3 separate regions of the Mus musculus genome follow, and regions 1 and 3 are each linked to region 2. A link is a contact called in public Hi-C data. All regions are on one chromosome and are shown on one strand. Each heading gives the region's core, a stretch centred on a gene start, on an enhancer-like site or on the middle of the called end of the contact. The rest is flanking DNA. Distances are from core to core; before and after follow the strand shown.

What was found. Hi-C and Micro-C count contacts between places; a contact is called where the count stands out from the background.
Region 1: a contact with region 2 is called in a Hi-C map of tail fibroblasts, with 2.8 times the contacts expected there. The contact joins two enhancer-like sites. A contact is called at or near these places in 2 of 484 Hi-C or Micro-C datasets (nephron progenitors and tail fibroblasts).
Region 3: a Hi-C map of the N1E-115 cell line shows a contact between it and region 2, with 3 times the contacts expected there. The contact joins two enhancer-like sites. A contact is called at or near these places in 2 of 484 Hi-C or Micro-C datasets (the N1E-115 cell line and adipose-derived mesenchymal stem cells).

What each region holds. Positions count from the first base shown.
Region 1 is chr9:117,152,290-117,156,078 of GRCm38.p6, reverse strand. All of the region lies in intron 1 of Rbms3 (RNA binding motif, single stranded interacting protein), which reads left to right. Among named protein-coding and RNA genes, the nearest start is that of Gm39452, 40 kb to the left of the region's middle. Within about 2 kb of position 1,863, at least 60 of the 459 cell types and tissues checked have an H3K27ac peak or open chromatin away from gene starts, as enhancers often do. A contact at or near this core is called in tail fibroblasts, where this site is marked.
Region 2 is chr9:117,570,051-117,573,962 of GRCm38.p6, reverse strand. It overlaps a transcript of Rbms3 not described here. Among named protein-coding and RNA genes, the nearest start is that of Gm39450, 150 kb to the left of the region's middle. Within about 2 kb of position 2,597, at least 50 of the 459 cell types and tissues checked have an H3K27ac peak or open chromatin away from gene starts, as enhancers often do. A contact at or near this core is called in the N1E-115 cell line, adipose-derived mesenchymal stem cells and tail fibroblasts, where this site is marked.
Region 3 is chr9:117,954,121-117,957,742 of GRCm38.p6, reverse strand. The region is part of intron 5 of Zcwpw2 (zinc finger, CW type with PWWP domain 2); the gene reads left to right. Among named protein-coding and RNA genes, the nearest start is that of Azi2, 85 kb to the left of the region's middle. Within about 2 kb of position 1,357, at least 35 of the 459 cell types and tissues checked have an H3K27ac peak or open chromatin away from gene starts, as enhancers often do. A contact at or near this core is called in the N1E-115 cell line and adipose-derived mesenchymal stem cells, where this site is marked.

The DNA.
Region 1 (3,789 bases), core at 614-3,113, 420 kb after region 2:
CCAGTAGGAGCAGAGACTCTGTTACAAGACTGAGATAACCAGAGAGGCAGGGTGCTCAGAGGTGCTGAAGGAAAGTGTGAGGAACACAGGCTCCTCCTGTTTTACTGGAGGAAGGGACATTTGGATTTTTAGAGGCTTTCCAATGGTATCGCCAGGACTCTCAGATTGAACACTACCCGTCTAAACACAACTGATACTAATTTCTGCATTCCCTCTCCCTTCTTATGTCCTTTTATATTTCATTCTAGTATCTAAGCTGAAGGTGTTCTTAAAGATTCTGTATCCTGCTCTGTTTTAATGTAACACTCCGTAGGCATTATAGTGGTATAATTATAAGCTAGCACTTATATCTACCGCCAATATATTTATTGATTTATTATCTCATAACAGAGATAATAAACAGTTACCCGTGGACCTTAAATCTGATTGATGCTCTTCGGTTTTTAGTAGCGTATACGACCAGTGGTAGCTTCCTGAAAGATAGGAGATAGCTTATGTGTAACAACTCATACTTAAAAATAATACAGATGCCTGAGTCCAGTGATCCATGTTCAAATTATGAACTGATGGTTTGAGTTGTTTATTCTGCATTAATTGAGGTATTATCATAATCCTAGCAGGACCAGAAACACATTTGATGGCAGGCATGATGGCTCAGTGGTTATGACTGCTTACCACGGAGTTTGACAACCTACTTTCAATCCCTAGAACCTATAAGGTAGAAAGAGAACCAGCTCCCCACAAGTTGTTCTTTCTCTGCCCCCAATAAAAAATATAAGCAAACAAATGTGTATATAAACCCTGTTTAGTTAGTGTCTCTGAGCTTGGCTTTTCATGTTATGGGAACCTTCTGGACTGTTCCTTGAATCAGTGAGAGGCTGCATCTGTAAAACTCACAGGATGCCTAGCATCAAGTCAGTGAAAAATGATCACTTCTCTAGAGTTGCAGATATTTTCCTCCAAGGTTAGCGGAGCCTGTACCCCAGCAGAGAGAAATTTCTTTCTCAGCTTCCTTCCCATCTGCCCCCATTCCTTACACTTATGAATTGATTTGCCAAGGAGAACCCGTCTACCGGCAAGCTTTGAGAACCATTACAGATGGCTCCTTAACTTTATGGCTGTTCAGACTTGAACTATTGTGTGTGGGTGTGCCTTTGGGACTCAGGGACTAGGATTTTGTTCTTATTGAAAAGCTAATCCCATTCTGGCCTCTGAGCTCAGTTGGATCAATCTCTCCACTCACTACAGTTCCCTGGCCCCTGACTCGGTGCCTGGCAGGCAGTGTATGGTCTTGGCTAAGGGTGCCGGGGGGTTCTAGGTTCTGACCATTCTGGGTTAGACTATGGCTCTACTACATCTGAGAGTGTAGATACTCAGCGTTCACACCTAAACCTATAAAATGGAGGCAACTGATCAATGAACTCACAGACTCACTGGGAAAATGAGCAAGGCCGCATGAGAAGTGTGTCCAATTCTGTCTCATAATGAACAGGTCTTTGTGAGCTGTATGATAGTAAACTTACAGAGACAACCAGCTCTGAAGTGAATGGTTGCCCTGTGGTGATGGATAATGACAAAAATTATAGTAGGAAAGATGGAAGTCCAGTAGTTTGAAGAGTAAAGACCACCCCCCACCCACCACCATCGGAAAAAAGAAAAAAAAAAAAAAGACTCCAGACAGTAAAAGCCACCTGGCGAAACAGGAAGGAAGTAGCAGCCTGAATAGGGGCTCAGAGCTCCCTTTTTTTCTGGTCTGAAGATTTTTATTAAAGCCACCTATGTCATAAAACAGGGAGAGACATTTGCTACCAGTGAGGGTAATTTGATGCCTTAACCATATTCTCGGCAGAGCAGGGGAGACTCTGCCTTGGTGTCTGGAGTCTCAAAGAAGAGGTCTGAGAAAAGATGTGAACAATTCACAGACTCCGAGGCTGCTAAACCCACAGGCCACTTCCGGCCCTCCTGCTCTGCATAAACCGTCCTTGCTCCCTGAGGACCTCTGACATTCCTGCGCTCTGAGCCAGGAGGAGAGAAAGACGCATTTACTGCGCTCTGATTACTCCTTTCTGGTAAATGAAAATGTGTCTGTGGTGTCACCGCCATCCCAGCTGTCCCAGACAAGCACTCCTGACGCGGAGACTCAAGAAGATCTGCCTCCTGAAATGTAAAACAACACCTTGTTAAGCAGCCCCCTCCGCCATCTCTGACCTCGATTTCTGCCTCTGGTGTGCAGCAGGCAGGTGAAAAGGCAAAGCATGAATAATACATGCTTGACGCGGGCGTGGGGTTTGCCATTCAGAGAAATACTAACTGGAAAGCAAGCGTGGACGGAGAAAAAACGAGACGGAGTTTTGGGGTATACCGTGTCCATCCAGTGCCACCATTATGATTAATGCCCAGGGAACCTTCATGGCTATTCGTGGTAAGACTTCTAGAACCCTCTGGCAAACAGAATCATATCCAAGCCCTATCCTGGGTACCCTGGAAGTTGAAACATCTAATACCAAAAAGGAAAAAAAAAAGTCCTTGATTTCCACTTTAAAAAAATTCTTTCTTGCTGGGCAGTGGTGGCGCACGCCTTTAATCCCAGCACTTGGGTGGCAGAGGCAGGCAGATTTCTGAATTTGAGGCCATCCTGGTCTACAGAATGAGTTCCGGGACTGCCAGGGCTATACAGAGAAACCCTGTCTCGAAAAACAACAACACGACAACAACAACACCACCCCAAAACAACAACAACAAAACCCAAACAAACAAACAAACAAAAAACCCCAAGCAACCGAACAAATAAAAAACCCCCAAAAAACAAATACAAAAATAAAAATTCTTTCTTGCTCCCTTTTCTAACTGAAATGTAGATACCCCAGGGTTACTGCTTTCTTTTGCCTTATCCTGGGGAAGTGGATCCTTCAGGCTCCATGATGTGTGTTCTCTTTACCATCTTCAGCCTGTTTCTGCCACCTCTTCCCTAAACCCATTTACCATATGAAACCCCGATGGTTAATCTTGACGGACAGGATTTAGAATAACCATGTAAACAAACATCTGGGCATGTCTGTGAGATGAGAGACCCACTGAACATGAGTAGCACCATTCCCTGGACTGAGTTCTTGGGCTGAATGAAGAGAAGGAACAGAGCCCTGGCTTGTATTGCTCTCTGCTTCCTGACTGAGTTTGTAATGGAAGCCGCTGCCCCATCCTCTGACCACAGGCCTTGCCTATCATGATGGGCTGCTGTAGACTTGAACTGTGAGCCTATGTAAACTCTCCTTTGCCAGACACCTTGTCACAGCAACGCAATGAGGAGTGACAAACACGCCTGCTGTGTTTCTGTGGTGACCCATGGTCTTCGGCATCCTTCTGCCACACCTCGTGGTTTATCTGGTTTTAACCCTTTCCCCCCACGATATAATTTCATCATTATTGGTCCTCAGCCACCCACCCAGTGGCACTGTCCCAGACTCTGTTATTACCAATTACCTAACCATCACTCATCATCCTGGTTTCAGGTCTTTGGTGACTCAGGTCTTGCTGTTCTTCTAGTTCACCCTGTCTGGCTTTTCTCATACCAGTGCTTACTAAACTAATTGTAATCACACCACGAACTAGGGATTGCTTTTATTGTAATCTTTTCTTTATTGTTCACAGTGTCCCACTGATACTTCATAGAAGAAAATCATAATTCTATTACAAATATTCATGTAACACCTCCCCTCTCCTTCTTGTTACTGTGGAAGACTTCTAATTCCAGATGAATCCAGCTTTCTTTTTTTCCCTGTAAGCACACAT
Region 2 (3,912 bases), core at 1,348-3,847:
GACTGAGGTTAGATAGGAAATGAAATGGAGGATAGCTGTTTTTAAGGACTTCATCAGAGTAAAGAAGTCAATTGACATAAAGCCACCTGGACACAGTAAGAGAAGCGTATACATTACTAGTAGGGAGGGAAATTGTCATTGGAAAGGAGGATTAATCATGGGACATTATGTGGATGGGGTCTTGGTTGTAGGCAACCAGCATTAACTGTGGGTGATTTCAGAAGAGGTTGGACATCCTTAAATGACATTAGTTGACATATTGAACAGTCCAGAATGGTGACAGAAGACATGGCTACATGAGGAAACTGAAGAGTGCAAATCAAACCTTACTAACGGATCTAGTCTACTGAGGATGCCTTTGTGTTGTAGGTAGTGTTATCTACTTGACAGAATGCAGAATCGCCTGGACATGGCCACACCTATGTGGGTATCTTTATTACCTTAATTGAGGTAGATAGATTATCTTTATTGTGGGGAAGGCTATTCTCTGGGCAGAATATCCTGGAGTGTATGAAATAAAGTGGATCAAGTACATGCAAGAATATATCCCTCTCTGCTTCTTGTCAGAGATGCAATGTGGCCAGCTCTATGAAGCACCTGCTGCTCCAATTTCCCCATTGTGATGACCTTTAGCCTGGAGCTCTCAGTTAGAGCTCTTTGTCCTTTAAGTTGCTTCTGTCTGAGAATGTTATCACAGCATTGGAAAAATAACTAAGAGGCCATGGAATGTCAGGATACCATCTAGAACCTTCAATACCGCTGATAGTGAATGCCAGACAGGATTGGATAAAATGATGGTCACACACTTTGCTCCTAGTTGCACAACATGTCTTCTGCAGGGACTAGAGTCAGAACAAGTTCTGCATTCCACTAATATTGGTAAAATGAGGACTTGTGTGAATATAGGAAGAGAGTATTGAAAGTGAGCAGCAAAGAAGGGAGGTCAGATCTCATTTCTGTTGACTTTCCTGCTCTTTCTGGTAATTGCTTGTTATCCTCTACACTTACAGAGGACTGTATGCAAAACTACTGTTACATTCTACAGTCCCTGATCAAGAGAAAATGCTTGTACCCAGAGATCTGTCTATAAAGTGTGTGTGAACAACATTTCTTTCCTCACCTAAGGCAAACAGTTGCATAAGTCTTGACTCCTGGGAAGAATGTGGGCCAAAGGACAAACAACTAGGTCCAGGCTCCTTTTGTCCTGTTATCTACTTAGGTTGGAATAATTACTTCCCTTCTTTTCTCACCAATTCAGTTAACATGCACCAGCTCAAGGAAATTACATTTGCTCACGTAGATGTGCAAACAAGCAGAATGACAAGGACTTCTCTCACAGCTACATAGATAGAAATTGCATTGGGGAAAAGACAGTTTCTGAACTCAGTTGAGTCCTCCATAGATTAAAACAGAGATCTCTTGAACAGTGGCTCCCTTGCTGCCTTACCTCTACTCATGGTAAAGTGCTTATTGTCATAGTCAAATACTCTTGTGGAAGTGAAGAAAAGCACACAGATTTAGAATACTACCCTTTATTCACAACAGTAAGGAGTCCTTTCTGATCAAAGAAGGAGCTAAGGGCCTCCCACGTGTACACCAAGAGTGTCTAAGGGTAGATATCAGTTGGGAGACGGCTTGCCTCATATGCACAAAGCCCTGAGTTTGCTCTCCATCACAGCAGGTGGTGCATGTGATCCCAGTTTTCCAGAGGTGAACGGGGGAAGACTAGAAGTTCAGGGTTATCCTCAATGCATAGCAGGTTCAAGACCAGCCTGGAATAGATACAGAAGACCAAAACAAAACAAAACCAGCAAAAAGAATCCACCAAGAGTCTCCTACTGGTGTCTTGACATGGCTCCTCCTTCTCTGAGCAGGTTCTGCCTGCCTTTATTAAGTGCCTTTTGTTTAGATTCCTGGTCTTGTCTTCCTTCTGTCCTAGCATCTAATTCATTTTTTGGTTTACTCATTATGGTTAATGGTTAGTAATGTTCCTAAGGGCAAAGAATGTTTATTCTCGCTAGACCAGTGGTTCTCAACCTAAATTGGTCCTAGTGCTATGACCCTTTAATAAATTTCCTCATGTTGTGGTGATCCCTAATCATAAAATTATTTCATTGCTTATTCATAACTGTAACTTTGCTACTGTGGTGAATAAATAAATATCTGATATGCAGGATTTATGACATGTGACCTCTGTGAAAGGGTCATTTGACCTCCAAAGGCGTCACAATCCAGAGGTTGACACCCCCTGCTCTAGAGCTGTTTGGTTCTTAATGCAGTGCAGTTTTTAGTTAAGTCATTGTTGAGTGCATGACTAAGTAGGTACTGGAACACTGACTGGATGAAAGATGTGAATGTAGTCTCCACTGAATCATGGAATCTTAAGAGATCTTGATCTAATGCAGTAGATAGATGTCCGTGAAATACACATTTTAAGTACTTACAGTGAGGCTGGTAGTGTGTTAGGAATGGATGATAGATCTCTGGATGTAGCTGAATACATTTCTAGGAAAAGACAGTTCTCAGGATATAGGTCAAGCTCCAAAGTGCATTTCAGCAGCAAGGGAGATGACTCAGCAGGTAAGAATGCTTGTTGCACAAGCACAAGGAAATGAGTTCATGCCTGGAACACATCTAAAGAGCAAGCATATCGCCCTGCCCCTGCTTATACCCTTAGTTCTGTGGAGGTTGAGACAGACGGATCACTGTGGCTTGTGGCTTTTAGCTGAGCTCCAGAGTCAGCGAAAGACCTTCTCTCAGTTGGATCAGGCAAAGAGCGATAGAAAAAGGGTACCCAATAGTGGTCCATGGCTTCCTTGGATGCGTAGAATTCGAACTCACAGACTTGAGAGCATACAGCACATATGCACACTAAATAAGTTAGTTTCTGTGGGGTGAATTTGTAGAGATGGCCAGCAAAACTACTTTTTAAAATGCTTTTATGTTTTCATTTAAAAGCATGTCTGGCTAGAAATACACAATGGCTTGTTTCTCTCAAGCCATCCATCTGTATATGAAAATTATGCATGTTTAGTTGAGGATATAGTAGAAGACAATATCCTAGGACATGCTAGAATAAAGGACACCGAGGGGAAAACATCACAAGGAAAGGAAAAAGTTGTCAGGGTTTCCACAGGTTCCACAAAGCTGAACAACCAAGTAGCACCTAAAAAGGAGAACATACATTGTGGGTTTGGAAAAGACAACGCTGCGTGTGTTTATACTGTGCAAAGTAAGATGAGGAGGGAGAATAGAGAGAGACCTATTCTTGGCAGTGCATTGGCTAAGAGCATGGGAAAAATTCCTTGTGGAAAGCTGAAGCAAAACAGATGGGCTATTAGATTATCAGTACATGGCCCTAAACCAAGGAAAAGACCCTATCTTGGAAGAATTTACATTGAAGGCCTGGTGGGAGGGCTCAGGATATGAGCACACAAATCTAAGATTGAGCCGCAGAGTGCACATAAAATCCCCAGTGTGGCGGTATGTGCTTATAATCTCAGGATGCAGAAGTGGAGATGGGCGGATCCCGAGTCCTCTGAGCCTGTAGGCCTAGCTAAGTCAACAAGCTCTATATACTACTAAGAGACTATGGCTCAGAAAACAGGGTGGAAAGTTCTTGAGGACTGATAGCTGTGGATGACCTCAGACTTACACATGTGAACACCCACCCACAAGCATAGCCTCCATGAGTACAAAAACATGTGCACACGCACACCTACAGAAAAGATTTTAGTGAATGCAATTTGGTTTTCAGGGAGTTGAGAGAAACAGGTTCTCATCACATAATTCAATACATTACTAGTGTCTTCCCTTGTTTGCTGGTGTAAGCAGCTATTTATAAAATGTTCTTTTTAAGTAATAAGTAAAATTCAGTCTTATGAGGTAGCAAAAATGGTGTTATTCTTATTG
Region 3 (3,622 bases), core at 108-2,607, 390 kb before region 2:
ATCAATAATGGTTATTAGCATAACGTAAAATAGAAATTTGAGTAATGACTTTATGTTTCATAGATTGCAGATATGTCCCTAGATATTAGATGATCTTTCTCTGCTCAATTGCAGCAACTGCTGCTGTTCAATGTCAGTGAGAATTAATAGAACTGACTTATTACAGAATTCATGTTTGTAATATACTCTGGTGTATAAACATTCGGCTTCTGTATAATCTACTGATGACTTTGAGGGACTATTTATCTTTTTGTTTATATGTTTAATGTCCTCAAATGTTTCAAAAAATTTTCCCATATAAGGTACACATCAGAAATTGCTACTCCAGTGTACACTGGAGAACACACCCACCCAGACCACAGGGAATGATGGCCTGCCTTTTCTCCCATGAATCTGTGTGCAGGGAGTCCTCTCTGGATTTTTTACGGGTTGGTGCACAAAATGATTAAGACTATGTCTTTTATTGTGTAATTGGGGGGAGATTCTGTCTATCCTGTCAGAAAACAGTTCTTATGTATTATTCTGGGGTTTAGGCTTACAAGACTGGATGCTGAGAATTCCCACAGGGTAAGGAGTCACTGAGTATTCTTAATGTTGAGGATAATAGTAGAAAAATGGTGAAACACACAGTAACATTCTGAACATTCATTTCTTTGTAAAAAAAAAATAATGCTGTGATATAGCCATTAAATGTTCTCTCAACATCGGCTCTTAACAATTTATTTTAAATATTTCAGAAGTCTCCCTAGAAACAGGGTCCCCTGCCAACATCCCCCATCTCCCAGCATCTCCCTTGCTGAAATGACCAATGGCTTTAGTAAAAACTGCACAGAAACAGGAAATGTTTGCAGCTGACTTGGATTTTCACAGAACCTCCAGCCAGAGGTCAGATAATCAGATTCCTGGCTCCTTTGTCAGCTGCGCAGCTGTACCACAAACCCAGCTTCTTTCCTCCCCAGTGCCTTGTTGGAATTAACTCTTACTGTTCTTAAGTGTTTTACAGATATGAATGAAATGTGAATGACAAGCCACCCTGAATTTTTGTGTTCAGTTCCTGAGCAGGCCTTTTAGAAAATTTAAATAGCAAGCCTTTAAGGTCTCTGGGTAAAATGCCGACTCATGGAGCCCCTTGAAGCTTGAAGCCAGTCTCATCCTTAGCCACAGTTGGAGGTGCTAATAGGAAACCATTCATGGCTTTTGTTCAAGGTGGCACTGGGAGCCAGCTTCTATTTTTAGAGAAAATTCCCTCTGTGCCTCTGTTCACTGCTTGAAGGCACACTCTAGTCATTCTCTCTGGTAAGACCCTCAACCAAAGAAATCCACAGAGCTTTAGAACAACTGCAGAGAGCAGGAGGCAGCAAGGCATTTGTGAGTCACATTGCCAGGCTCTGGGCTCTGATGCTGTCCAGAGGTCATGGGAATACCAGACTCTGCTGAAAATTGACCTGGCTAGCATATTGATAATTGATGTGTAGTGTATGTATCAGAAACAATAGAATTGCACACTTTAAAAAATAGCATCCAAAATAGAGAAAACGATCATTTCAGTCCTCATCCATCTCAAAGAAATGCAGTCTGCCAATCAAGTTGACACTGTTCATGACACTTGGAGGTGTGACTTTCTACTCATTGCCAATAGCCCTTCAGGTGGAAGTGGGCCTTCCTACCCACGTCCCCTCTCCACGATGACTGAGGTTCTGTCTGGCCTGAGCCCGCAGAATCTGGAGTTCATGTAGATGTACATAATGCTTAATAACTTGTTTATCTCCACTTATTTTGGTTTTTCTTTTAGGTTAAATCTCTATAGCATGTCCTTTTATAGCTCTGTCAGAGGAATTGTTTTTTAAGTTCCCTTTTAGGAAGCAACAATTACTTTTCCTTAATATCTCTTAATGTCAATGGACTCAATTCCCCAATAAAAAGAGATAGACTAACAGACTGGCTACACAAACAGGACCCAACATTTTGCTGCTTACAAGAAACCCATCTCAGGGACAAAGACAGACACTACCTCAGAATAAAAGGCTAGAAAACAATCATTCAAGCAAATGATCTGAAGAAACAAGCTGGAGTAGCCATTCTAATATCTAATAGAACTATCTAACTTCAAACCCAAATTTATCAAAAAAGACAAGGAGGAACACTTCATACTCATCAAAGGTAAAATCTTCCAAAAGGAACTCTCAATTCTGAATATCTATGCTCCAAATGAAAGGGCAGCCACATTCATTAAAGAAATTTTAGTAAAGCTCAAAGCACACATTGCACCTCACACAATAATAGTGGGAGACTTCAAAACCACACTTTCATCAATGGACAGATTGTGGAAACAGAAACTAAACAGGGTCACAGTGAAACTACCAGAAGTTATGAAACAAATGGATTTAACAGATATCTACAGGATATTTTATCCTAAAACAAAAGGATATACCTTCTTTTCAGCACCTCACGATACCTTCTCCAAAACTGACCGTATAATTGGTCACAAAACAGGCTCAACAGATACAAAAATATTGAAATTGTCCCATGCATCCTATCAGATCACCATGGACTAAGGCTGATCTTCAATAACAACATAAATAATAGAAAGCTGACATTCACGTGGAAACTGAACAACACTCTTCTCAATGATACCTTGGTCAAGGAAGGAATAAAGAAAGAAATTAAAGACTTTTTAGAGTTTAATGAAAATGAAGCCACAACATACGCAAACTTATTGGACAAAATGAAAGCATTTCTAATAGGGAAACTCATAGCTCTGAGCGCCTCCAAAAAGAAACTAGAGAGATCACACACTAGCAGCTTGACAACACACCTAAAAGCTCTAGAAAAAAAGGAAGCAAATTCACCCAAGAGGAGTAGATGCCAGAAAATAATAAAACTCAGGGGTGAAATCAACCAAGTGGAAACAAGAACTATTCAAAGAATCAACCAAAGGAGGAGCTGGTTCTTTGAGAAAATCAACAAGATAGATAAACCCTTAGCCAAACTCACTAGAGGGCATAGAGACAGCATCTTAAGTAACAAAATCAGAAATGAAAAGGGAGACATAACAACAGATCCTGAGGAAATCCAAAACACAATCAGATCCTTCTACAAAAGGCTGCACTCAACAAAACTCGAAAACCTGGATGAAATGGACAACTTTCTATTCAGATACCAGGTACTAAAGTTAAATCAGGATCAGGTTAATGATCTAAATAGTCCTATATCCTCTAAAAAAATAGAAGCAGTCATTAATAGTCTTCCAACCAAAAAAAAAAAAAAAAAAAAAAAAAAAAGCCCAGGACCAGATAGATGGGTTTAGTGCAGAGTTCTATGAGACCGTCAAAGAAGATCTAATTCCAGTTCTGCACAAACTATTCCACAAAATAGAAGCAGAAGGTACTCTAACCAATTCATTCTATGAAACTACAATTACTCTTATACCTAAACCACAGAAAGACCCAACAAAGGTAGAGAATTTCAGACCAATTTCCCTTATGAATATCGATGCAAAAATACTCAATAAAATTCTCACTAACCGAATCCATGAACACATCAAAACAATCATCCATCCTGACCAAGTAGGTTTCATTCCAGGGATGCAGGGATGGTTTAGTATATGGAAATCCATCAATGT